Linked DNA regions of Hordeum vulgare: region 2 is linked to region 1. The links are chromatin contacts, called in public Hi-C maps. All regions are on one chromosome and are shown on one strand. The core of a region is the stretch at or near the end of the contact, and the rest is flanking DNA. Distances in the headings are between cores, read along the strand shown.

What was found. A called contact is a pair of places that touch in the nucleus more often than the background predicts.
Region 2: a Hi-C map of seedling shows a contact between it and region 1, with 2.7 times the contacts expected there. The contact joins the promoter of LOC123446613 here to the promoter of LOC123448947 in region 1. A contact is called at or near these places in 1 of 6 Hi-C or Micro-C datasets (seedling) and 1 of 1 datasets of contacts at active chromatin or transcription factors (embryo).

Annotation. Positions count from the first base shown.
Region 1 is chr4H:458,346,475-458,352,995 of MorexV3_pseudomolecules_assembly, reverse strand. LOC123448947 (L-ascorbate peroxidase 1, cytosolic) reads left to right here and starts at 3,821. Exons shown (of 9, transcript XM_045125999.1): 1 at 3,821-4,050; 2 at 4,152-4,326; 3 at 4,416-4,481; 4 at 5,330-5,378; 5 at 5,856-5,941; 6 at 6,036-6,115; 7 at 6,249-6,351; 8 at 6,441-6,499. The coding sequence starts at 3,932.
Region 2 is chr4H:458,654,236-458,660,756 of MorexV3_pseudomolecules_assembly, reverse strand. It overlaps LOC123446613 (CD99 antigen-like), which reads left to right and starts at 3,160. Exons shown (of 1, transcript XM_045123187.1): 1 at 3,160-3,755. The coding sequence starts at 3,194. The coding sequence ends at 3,496.

The DNA.
Region 1 (6,521 bases), core at 2,572-5,071:
AACGGTTCAAACATATTTTTTCTTGCAAAATGAAAACAAAGTAAGGGAACTTTATGTAGACTCAAACAATAGACGTGTAGGATTTCACCCAATCCTCTTTCCCGGTTCCATTTCCTTTCACTTAGTTCCTTCTTCCTTTTGCTTTGCATTCGCACCCTCCACCCCGCCGCAATTCTTGTCCGTCTCCGACCGTCATAGAAGCATTGTCGGACGTTCGCAACCAGTGTTGTCCACCCTAGAGCCGTTCGTAACCAGATACACTCTCCCCTTAGTCAACCTCCATGGCGGACACCACGATCGACAGATGTTCGATCAAATGCCATCAAGCTTATTTGCGAACGGTATGTCGTCTTTCAGAGTACGAAGGAGGTGAGCTATTTGATCATTGAGGATGAATTGTTATGCGATGTATGATTGCCCGTATCCGTGGATTTCATAGGTAGGAGCTCAAATGGGGGGGGGGGGGGGGGGGGCTTCTGCGAGCAAGTGCATGTGTCGTTTCACGCTGTCTTACGATACGTACATCATTTAAGAACACGATGTGAGGTCATTATTCACCATTGGTACACTATCCACACGGACATCATCAAGTTTTGTACATGGTCCGTTAGCTGGTGGCGGAGGACGAGGTCGTAAGTTTTGCTTAACTTATTGATTGATTTGTTCACTCAATGTTGATTTACATAACCAGCACGCGCTATCGTGACGTACCACAGGACAAAGGAACGATCATTTACATGCACATATTGTTGGATGAAGCTGATGGGCAGTATGTGTGGAAGAGCATGATCCGTTGATAAAAAAACTTGTTGGACACTCGGTTAATTAGTCGAATTTGAGATATTGTTGTACTCGACTTAATTTACATGATATGTATGGATAATTTATGTTACTCTCTCTGTTCCATATTATATTTTTTGAAACTAATATAGTGTCAAAAAACTTCCTGCATTACAAAATTGAGGGAGTATTTTCTATCCCAACTTTAGAGCAAATCCAAAGTAGCGACCAAAATCATCCGTCCGCGTTCGTTTGGGGTCGGCATGGATAAAATGGAGGCCCAACGCGCCGATTCGAAACCAAAACATGTCCGCTTCGCGTCTGTGCGAACCCGTTTCCGGCCCAAAATTGCGTTTGAAATGCGTCGACGCGGACGCGACGCGCGCCTTCTCATGTCCGCTCCGTTCACGTGGCTCCCGGTCAAAATCAGTGTCGTCTTTATTCACGACGGCCGCCCAACACGGCTCATGTGTCAGCGACCTACACACGTCCTTTTTTAATCTGAGCGTGCGTGCGGGGGGGGGGGGGGGGTGGTGTCATGTCCGCTCCGTTTACGTGGCTCCCGGTCAAAATCAGTGTCATCTTTATTAACGACGGCCGCCCAACACGGCTCATGCATCAGCGACCCACACACGTCCTTTTTTTATCCGAGCGTGCGGGGGGGGGGGGGGTCATCCTCTTCGAGAAGTTGTTCCCGTCCACATCTAGCCACCCGCTGCTCCATGCACGACGGCAAAGCCTAGCCGCCATGGGTTTTTCTCCAGCAAAGACAAGGGCAAGTCCCCCGTCTTCCTTGTTTGTGCGCTCCCGTCACGAGCGTCTTCCCGTCCGCCTCGGTAGCGGGTCAGCGTACCACTGCACCAGGCAAGGTGGCACCGGGAGCACCGCGTCCCCTTCCCCTACCCCGATCTCACGCTGACGCACGACTAGCATTTGGATCGGAAGATGATCCCAGCGCGAGTGGTGCTATGGTCGGCGCGGGTGCATGCGGAGGAGGTGAGGTGCTCACAGCAGCAGTTGACACGAGAGCAGCGACACAATCCCGTGTACGCTGCACACTTTCCGAAATGGGAGGCCTGGTTTGTGTGGGAGCACAAGGAGCAACGTCGGCGTGGCGTCCGTGATGCGGTGGCTGGACCACCGCCGCCCCTCATCGTGCGAGAAGAAGAACAAGAAGCGGAGGCCACGTACCAGAACACGTTGGCGACCGTCCCGTGTGCAAGCAAGGAGGAAGCGTGCCTCAAGGAGGAGGAGGAGGCGGCGGCCTACCGGAAGCAGATGACGGAAGCCATGACCCTCTTCGCTGCCAGCGACACAGTCGTGCCGCCGCTGGCCCCGCCGTCCCGTGCGAAGACCGGGCCAGGGTTGTTGGTCCTCAGGCCTGAGTTGGACGCCTCGGACGGGGTGGTGCGCGAGTGGGTCAGCGTGCCACCCGTTTGGTTGGGTGTGACGCCGGAGCAAGAGGCGCCCTACCTAGAGCACTCACGACAGCGGCGGGTGGCGAAGGATGGCGCAGAGGCCCTACAGGATCGAGCTGATGGAGCGCGAGGCTGAAGCTGAGGAGGAGGAGGAGCGACGTGCTACCCAGCTAGCGCCGATGCAATCACATGCGAACGATGTCGCCGCCGCCTGGGAGACGACCTTTCTGTGGGCTGGCCCGACACCGACGCTCGTCGACCTCACCGGCCTCGACGACAACGGCGAGGAGGACGCCTAGGGCAGCGCGCCTCCTTGTTTTTTGTTTATTAAATTTTCTGTTTAACGTAATGTGGACTCATGGGACTATCATTGACCTTCAAGGCCCACATTAATATTTAATTCATGATTTCTACATTTTCAAAAAAATTATTATGTTTTTCTTGGGTCGCCCAAAAATGGTTCATGGCCGATTTGGCCGCAAGCGTCGACACAATTACAAACGAATGGTTGCCAGACCGATCTAAACGAATAAATACGGATAAAGCACATGTTCATTTTGATCGCTGTTTTGTGGAATTGCTCTTAATGAATATCGATTGGTTTGCATGCATTTCATCTTGCTTGTTTAATGGCAGCCTTAAGTATCCGTATTCTTCGAGTGATCCTTTGGAGTTTGGAGTTTCGTTTTCATGAATGTTTTCGGGTCTTTTGGAGTTTGGCATTGCTAGACCTACAACCAGTTGCAAACCAATCTTTGGTTGAATGGTTAAAGGGACCGTGATATTCCTAATTCATCACGGTTAAAGTTCTGGTGCTTGCATTATTCCTGTATCAATTTCAGGATTTTCGACGATACGTTTTCATTGGAAGGAAACGTTACCGTGGACGACGACGCGTCTACGGTGACTTCGTAAATCTCAAGATGACATGTCAGCTCAGACTTCTGAGGTGTTCATAAAGATATGATGTACGTGTATATATTTATAAAAATGAATATATGTGTATGTATATAAACGCTTGCATCTGTATTGTGTTAAAAAAGACGTGCAACCAGTTGTGTAGTCTTGTGAATCTCATATGCACTAAAATCTGCACACGAGAGAAAAAGAAAAAAAAGAAAAGGAACACAACTTTACACTAGTACGCGGCGAAAACTGAAAAAGGTAAACATTGATGGGAGGCCGACGCGGATGGATGAGGCCAGGCACACTACCCGAGAGGCTGGGCCGGGAACAGCGGGACAGCGTGCGTTACCGGAGGCAGCAATGACGGACCCGGGTCCACTCCATACCAACCGGCTCACGCCACGTGTCCCACCAGCCCGCGAAGCCGTGAACCGTCGCCGTTTACTCGCAGACGAAGAGCGCGGGCCTCCCAGCGAAATGACCAGAACAGCCGCACCACCTTCCTCCTTTCGCCGCAAAGCAGGGGCATAATCGTAACTGCACGGCCGATTCCCTCCTACCCCCCACTTGGCCATGGCTGCTCGCGTGCCTATCACGCGCGTCCAAATGGACCGCCATTCGCACCGCCCGATCGCCCCAGATCAACGGCCGAGAGCCGCCCTCCCAGAACCTTCCCTTCCCTTGTCCCCTGCACCGGCGATATAAACCCCCGGGGGAGCGTGGCTTCCATTCGCCCCATACGCCTCGCTGTCTTCTTCCGCCAGTTCTCCTTCTGCCTAGCCATCCCCTCCCCTCCCCGCCTGATCGGACTCTCAGCCGCGGCAGCCATGGTGAAGAGCTACCCCGTCGTCAGCGCCGAGTACCTGGAGGCCGTCGAGAAGGCCAGGCAAAAGCTCCGCGCCCTCATCGCCGAGAAGAACTGCTCCCCGCTCATGCTCCGCCTCGCGTAAGCGCCCCGGCCGGCCTCCCCTCACCTCCCCTCGCGCGTGCGGGGTGTTTTTCTCTTCATGGCCTGATCTGTCGCGTTATGCGGTCTTCCTCGCGCAGGTGGCACTCGGCTGGGACCTTCGACGTGTCGTCCAAGACAGGCGGCCCGTTCGGGACGATGAAGAAGCCGGCGGAGCAGGCGCACGCGGCCAACGCGGGCCTGGACATCGCCGTGCGGATGCTCGAGCCCATCAAGGAGGAGATCCCCACCATCTCCTACGCCGATCTCTACCAGGTTCGGCGCGCGCTCGGTTAGATCTGGTTGACGGTCCCGATTCGGTCGACTGGATGTGGTTTCTGATGTTTCATTTCCCCTCCGTGTAGATTGCGGGAGTTGTCGCCGTGGAGGTGTCCGGTGGACCCGTGATCCCCTTCCACCCAGGGAGGGAGGTGAGATTTCTTCAACCTTTACCAATACAAAATTTCTTTGCAGTTGTGTCAGGGTTTTAGGCAGGAACGGTGTGGATAGGTTGCTGAAGCCGAGTTTAAAGGCTTTTCACTAGCAAGCAGTATTGTTGTCATCATGTGATTTCGTGTTTGGGTTGGTGGCTCTTGGTACCACATTAGTCTATATCCGCCGGCTAATTTGTTTGGCACAACATATATTTTTTATTATTTCGTGGAACACCACGGAGTTGTCTGATACCACCAGCGTATGTGTTGATCCTGACGCGCGGCCTAATCAAGTGGTTTTGGTGGGCGGCAACGTTTGTGCTATCTTGACTTATATGCTTGCTATCTCAAATTTAGAGCTATATAATATCCTCAAATGTACGACAATTAATTAGTGACCGTAATACAGTTCAAATTCTGTGATATGTAATGTTTCTTGTCTAGGTATTAGTTCTTGTTGGCTCACATTCTTGTGTGAGTTGTGCAACAAGCATTTACCAAAATTGTAGTAGAATTATGCTGTTAGAGCTTCCTGCCACGAATAACTCTGGATGGGTGAGGTTCCTATGTTCCTGATGGTAATGTCATTGCAGGCTTCAATGAAATAGAAATGACCAAGAAAACAAAATTAATCTTATTTTTATTATAGTTAAAACTTTTTTGCGTGCAGTCAGGAAGACCGTACAGTAAAGTTAAGTTTTGAGCCTAGCAGTTTTGACACTTCCGCTATGATATAGGAGTATGATAATCGATGTGCACATGTACTTAGTACTCTTGGTTATAGTCTTTTATTTTTTGTAATTGCTTAGCTGAGCACATTTTAACTTAACCTGTGCCTTTTACAGGACAAGCCTCAGCCCCCACCAGAGGGTCGCCTCCCTGATGCTACCAAGGGTACCATTCCAACCTTACATTTTTTTTTTCTTCCAATAGAAAAGAAGTAATCACTATGAAACAAATATTAAGAATTAATACTGTTGTCTTCTCAAAAAAGAAAGAAAGAGTTAATACTGTTGTGAAATGATTGTAAATGGTAATCTTGCTTTGATTGCTTACTTATTTTCCAATATCCGTTTGCTCACTAAAGAAGGCTTCTTCCATAAACTACACAGTTGAACCATATTCTGTTTCACACATATATGAAGTATTGATTATGTACATGTATAGAATTTGTGCAGTCCAGTCTATGCTAGTTTTCCCCTTTCAGCAATTGTGACATTGTGTGTATGTGCATCTAAATATCCATCCATATACTGTTTGGTCACATGGAGGCAGCTGATGGTTAACTTATGACTTTTTTTGTTGATTGTCCTGTAGCTCAAGAAATCACTGTTGTTCACTAATGATTTCAATTCCTTACTGTTCGTGCAGGTTCTGACCACCTAAGGCAAGTCTTTGGGAAGCAGATGGGCTTGAGTGATCAGGATATTGTTGCCCTCTCTGGTGGTCACACCCTGGTTAGTTTTGTCTATTTGCTCAAATCTGCTTTCATATTATTTACCTGGATCGTTGTATGCACGCATTAACATAGTTTTTTTTTTTTTTCTGTAGGGAAGGTGTCACAAGGAGAGGTCTGGCTTTGAGGGACCCTGGACAAGGAACCCTTTGAAGTTTGACAACTCTTACTTCACGTAAGTTGTTTGAGCTGTGGATGTCTTTCTCTTTCTTTCTTATGACCGATCTCCAGTAACCTTACATACGCTCTCGGCATGGTGCGACATTTGTTGGTGATTAAATAGTGAATCTGTATTTATGTTGCCACAGGGAGCTTTTGAGTGGTGACAAAGAGGGACTTCTTCAGCTTCCAAGTGACAAAACTCTGCTGACTGACCCTGTCTTCCGCCCTCTTGTGGAGAAATATGCTGCGGTATGTCTCCCATCAGCGTCCACTTCCACTGGTTGTAGAGATAAGCAGCACCAGGATGCTGATTATTATTTTCCCGTTAATTCTGGTAGGATGAGAAGGCTTTCTTCGAGGACTACAAGGAGGCACACCTCAGGCTCTCCGAACTGGGGTGAGTGGTCGTCTTGTATTCT
Region 2 (6,521 bases), core at 1,911-4,410, 310 kb before region 1:
GAACGCGGAGGTGCCGTCCGTTCGGTACTAGATCGTGGGACTGATCGCGGGATTGTTTGCAGGGCGGATCGAGGGACGTGAGGACGTTCCACTACATCAACCGCGTTCTCTAACGCTTCTGCTGTACGCTCTACGAGGGTACGTAGATCACTCATCCCCTCTTGTAGATGAACATCACCATGATAGGTCTTCGTGCGCGTAGGAAAATTTTTGTTTCCCATGCGACGTTCCCCAACACCCTTCCGCTACTAGAGGGACGACAAAGATGACATCACAGACGACGATGACTGTACGGCGGGACATGGCGCCATGCATATGAGGTGGTCGTCCGGTATATGGTTTGGATTTTTTTAGCTTTTAGTTAAACGGTCGAAATATCGACCTTTGAATGTAAATTATTTCTCTACTTTAATTATACTTACATAGTTTGCATGAATTTCGTCCGGCTAGTTCAAACCATGATCCAAATGTATGCGGGCAGCATGAATGGCCGCCTCCGGCATCTGTGTGTGCAGACTGGTCCCTCCTATATATTGACGATTGCCGGAGCGAATTTGCGGGTCAACATTGGAGATGCCCTAAGACTTTGGTTTATTGTAGGAGCAAAAATATTACTCGCTCTCTTTTGGTTTATAGAGCTCAAATCTGAAATCCCATCAACCAAGGTAAATTGTGAATGAATGACACTAGTTTTAACTTGCCAATGAAATGTTTTGCACATTATTTATTCCCGAAGCAATAAGTGTAACACCATCTTTTTATTACTTGCGTGATGCATGTAGAAAAAGATGCATGTATGACCATTAATTTCTTTTCTTTTATTTATATGGATTAAATGTGGGGTGAGACTTAAAACATATTAACTCAGCTGGACTTAAAGTGAGTCTAATATAATGAAAATCTATTTTCTAAAGATGAACTCTATAAACGAGAAAGAAGGAAGTAGGTCATATCATACCGACAGATTAATGGTTTCACGTAATAATGTTTGTGTTTAACGAACAAACTCTTTAACTCCCTTAATTAGTGAATGGGACAAAGCTTATGTCTTCATTTCAGATTAAAAAAAATCAATGACTTCTGTGCAGATCCAAATTTCAGAGTAGCCTTACATGAATTCCAAGTTTCTGGTAAAAAACTTGATGTAATTTGTTGCGTGGTTACTCTTCTTTTTTGGGACAGTTCATAGAATTTTGAAAATCTGGTCATCTCACTAAGAACCAAAATATGTCTGAAATTCAGAATTTAAACCATTAGACATGGGACCCTAATTTTATGCTTCCAAAGTCACGTCTTTTCATGCTCTCGCCCAAAAGAAAAAAAAACAGTCAGAAACGTACAGAAAATGGAAAACAAATCGTGGATGTCTCCAAGCCTCCTCAAAGTCACGGTCTTCGTGGCGTGCTGTGCTTTTGTGCCGAGTGTCACTGCACGTTGATCATTAACGTTTGATTAGAGATCGATGACATTTACTCGGGCGGCCCCAATTTGCACGTGGAGAATAAGACACAGTTTGGGTGGGATTCGAATCCAGTGGAGTGGAATTCATTTGGTGTTGATGCGCACATGCAGTGCAGTCTTGCAGCAAGCGCAGACGGTATGCTCTTACATACAGGAACATACACTCATATCTTTTTATTGAAAACACATCATTGAAAGACCTGAAATAAATTCAGAAAATACAAATACTAACGTCACAATTTATTTCAGAAGACCTGAAATAGATTCAAGACAGAGAAATGAAGATCGCAATTACGGCCGGATGCACTGGACTACTCCCCGAGCTACTCTAGTTTTGATTGCTTTGCTGCAGGATCATGCATGCACCCCGGGCCAGCGTCGCAATCAAAGGTGGGCCGCCTCTTCTGCGCGTTGCCATGGTTTGCTTTGTAGGCCCAGGCTCTAGGCCTTTAGTTTATTTCTTGGACGCCTTCGGAGCTAAGAAAGCCAGGTAACGTGTACCTATTGTGAGCCTCCACGTCGTCGATGCATGCACCCGACCGGTCGGTTATTTTGCCTGGCGGATGTCCTTAATCTGTCCTCGCCAGCTTGCTTATGCTTCTCGTCACTCTGTGTGTGTGTGTGTGTGTTCGCGCGGGCGCTTATTCTATCTCTTCATACTTCACCAGTGGTACAAACCTAGTAACACAACCGGCAAGTCCAAGTGCAATGCACAGTCCTACACCTCACCATCCGATGGAACGCAATGCGGCACGTTCTTACCCTCTGCAATCTGTCAACTCGCGCATGTCCATTGAACGAGGCCTAGACTTTCTGGTACCCCGCTCTGCTCCACAAAATATCGTGGCGCGCAACCATTATTTGATCCAGTTAAAATGCGTGCGGCGGTCGCTCTGCGCGCACAGGATCCCGCTGGTCTAGATCCGACCCACTACAGCCGGAGCCCGTGACGAGAAAGTCGTTCATGGCCACGTGCGGGCGTCCGACCGTTGTCACCAACGTACGACAGTAGTCGACAGTAACAGCACAGCAAACAACTCTGCCTGCCGATTAAGGAGTGACAAGGTGACAAGGTAGCAGTTGTGGACTAGAATTGTTGTAGATTATGATCATTCGAACTGCTAAATCGATCGTCAGGACGAGATAAGGCGGTCATGGGGAAACCGGTCACGTCGCACACTAATTATAGTCTTAATGCACAACAATCACGTCACAAACCCAGGCCATATATTCATATACTTGGAGGGGCAAATGCTATATACCCTGTATTTACGGGAGAAATCGTATACACACCACACCCCGTATCAACTATGACGTAAGCGGCACAACGTCACGTCATGACGCGCGGGACGGCGCAAAACTCGACTGGCCGACATGGAGAGGGGCAGTGGAGTGCTACAATTTTCCTCTGCGTTTGTCTTCAACTTTCTGAAGGAAAAAAAGAGGCAATCCAACTTTTCGATTTTACAAGTATAATATCGCCCAGTTGATGCGAGTGAGGCGGGGAGCCCGATACACGATCCACTTGTCTATCCAATCACACACACAGACACGCATCGTGCTGCTAGTACGAGAGAGCTCCCATGTTAAGCTAATACCATTGGTTGCCAAAAAAAAAGTACTTCCTGCCGTGAGAGCCAAAAAATAAATGAAAATGCACTGGCAATTAACAAATGCCATTCAGCGCTACAAAGCCCACCTCCCCGTAGCAGCATAGCTCCCACCCTAGCTCATGCGCACGCACCCACTCCCACACAAAGACACTCGTTCACTCGCCCACGTTTCTCCGGGTCGGCCGGCCGGGGCTTGCTTCCACGCGCGCGACGCCATGGACGGGCAGGATCGTGGCGGCCAGGGCCAGGGCCAGAGGAGGAAGCCCGACGGGAACCGGAACCCCAAGCGAGGCAGCATCATCAAGACGATCATCTCCGACTTGACCGGCGGCGGCGGCGGCCCCGCGACTTCCGGCAGCGGCGGCGGCGGCGGCGGCGGCGGGGGTGGGGACGACGACACCGGCAACGGCAACGGCTCCTAGCGACCGAGCATGGCGCGCGGCGTGCGTACGACGAGATGGTTAGTTAAGTTTGAGTCTACGCAGCTATACTGGACTGCCGAATAATGCCTCTCGTTGTGCGTGTCGCCGGTAGTAGTAAAAAGATAGGAACGGGCGTGCGTTTGTGCCTGGTTCTGGTTGTGTGTGTCTTCTGTAACTCTTGATTAAGCACTCATGGGGGGTCGCCCGCGCCGGGCATCTGAGAAATGCTTTGGATCTCATCCATGGCTTATTTTCCGTCTGTTCTTCTTGCTGCTGCTGACCTGCTCTTGCTCTTCTTTCGTGCATGCACCTATCACCTATGGATGGTGTGGTGGATCGACCGCCCTCGTCCATGGATTCGGCGATCGACTTCTAAGCCATTAGGGTTTAGGCATCGGCAGTTTAATGGCGCGCCTTCTTCTTGATCCATGTATGTCTAGTGTAAGAATACATCTGAATCTACTGTTCATCCGGCCCTGTGGGCGCGTTAGGCATTCTTTAGTTTTCTCGACGAACGAATTAAATGGTCAGGCAAAACCTTACCTAGGATCACCAGCTTCGTTTTGTCTGCCTACATTATCCCGATCGACTCCCCAATCCACATCTCGAACATGTCAAAATTGACGCGCCCTACCGCACGTGCTCCGCACGAGCTTCGTACGGATCACCGATGAACATTACAATAACCTCACCTCACATGCATGGATCATCATTCATCCCATACGAGCTTCAACAGTGAAGAGTTAGAAAATATAGAAAACGGATTGGCTGCCAAGCAGGGCCATTCTGTGCTTATTTGCTGCAGTCTGGAGACAGGTGGACTCAATTCGCTGATGTTTGTTCGGTATTCCTATCCCGTGGGCTGTTTTGAGCGAAGTGAGCATGTGTTGGCTCACGTGTCATAACGGACCGGTCTTGCTTGCAGCTGGCGTGATTATTTATGTTCTTCGCCTTTTTTGTTTAAAATTGCTTCTTTTCTTGCACTAATTTCTTTTCTTGTGAGATCGTTTCATTTTGTACGTCTTTTTTTACTTGGGTCGCGATAACGACCACACGTGTGGACGTTAATGCATGTTGCCCACATGTCCTGTATCGTGTGCAAGGGAAACAATCCATACGTTTGCGTGTGGATAAAACAGTAACACTCACACGTCCGACCTTCTGCCCTTTCAATCCGCACATCTGGCCTGCCACCTTAAGGCCCCGCGTGCCCCTGCGTGACAGTTTCACTCAGTTGTCATGTAACACTGGAAAGACATGGCAAGTGACACGCATGCGGGCACGGTAGTTTCACTCAGTTGCCATGTAACACTAGTAAGACATGACAACTCACACGCATGCGGGCACGATAGTTCCACTCAGTTGTCATGTAACACTAGAAATACATGGCAAGTGACACGCATGCGGGCACGACAGTTCCACTTAGTTGCCATGTAATACTAGAAAGATATGGCAACTGACAGGCATGCGGGCGCGACAGTTCCACTTAGTTGCCATGTAATACTAGAAAGATATGGCAACTGACAGGCATGCGGGCGCGACACGAGTTTCACCACACGTCGGGTTGGCAACCGCGATCTCTGCGTGCGCGAAACATGCGTATGGGCGAACTGATAAACGTCCACACACCAGCCCCTTCCTATGTGGCATAAAAAATCTATCAAAAATTATCAAAATTGTGCAACCACGAACGGACAACTATCCATGCGTGTGGACGGTTTGCAAACGGACACACTTGTGGGCGTTATCTTTTCTCTTTTTTTATAAAAGAAGGTTTGTTTTGTTTTACTATACTTAGCTAGCAGTTTGCTTGAGTGCTTGTAGCCGTCGTTATATGGTCTACGGACTTGAATGCATATTTTTTAATTCTCGCTTATCTATATTTTCTTGATAGTTTTTTTACGAAAACTTCCGATCTATTCATCGTCAATCATGATAGTACAATAAGTACTAAAAATAATAAAGATTACATCTAGATTCGTAGACACCTAGCGACGACTACAAGCCCTGTGTCGAGCCAAAGGTGCGCCACTATCATCACCCCTTCCTCCTTCGAACTAGACAAAACGTGTTTTAGTAGATGGTCGGGAAGTCATCGTGCTAAGGCCTTATAGGATGAACGCATGAGAAGAGCAACCGCCATTGGTGAAGAGATGTTTAGATCGAAAGGATCCAACTTATAGACACACGAACATACACGAATAAGGACCGGATCCACGTGGACAAATCTTCACACGCCCTCTGATCCCATGAGATTCGCCAAAGATAAGCCTTCACACGCCCTCCGATGATGCTAGAAGCACCACCGGGACGGGGGATAGGTGAGGAGAATCTTATTCCATCTTCAGAGAGCCGTCATGGCCTCATCTATGTGAGCAGGACACAAAGCCTAAGAAAGCTCAAGGAAGCATCCAAAAACGAATCTCCCCTGCTAGTAATGGCCGAGGTCCACCACAGCTTCATGGCCCCAAGGCCACAGGAGATGAGACAGGCTGGCGTCGATGCTGGCAGGAGGCAAGAGGAACCCTAGCCCCATGGCTGGGTAGAGGGTTGTTTCCCTAGCGCCTAGGAACCCAAGGAAACGCCATCTAATGGATGCTTTGATCCATTTATAGTTGATGAATAGATTGAAAGTTTTTCTTAAAAAAACTTTTCATGGTTGTTTTTGTTATCGTGCAAGTACTTCGCCCGCCTATGAATTACTACACTTGGGTCTTGGTTTGATCACGGTTCAGACGTTGCGGGGACTAGTTTTCTTTTGCGGTTATTTCCCATTCACTAAGCATGATAGCCCATATTCAATAATATTGGCCAACATGATGATTCACCTGCACCATACATATGAGTTTCATTTTCATACTGCATATCCACTTAACCTAGCTAATCCATCGACAACTCCATTGACACTTCGATGAATTTTTGCAACTTTGGAACCCATGAGCTACTATAGGAGTGGAACTATATCATTAGTTATCCATGCTAGCACCAAGACAAAATCTTGCAACTGCCCAACTCCTTAAAGGTT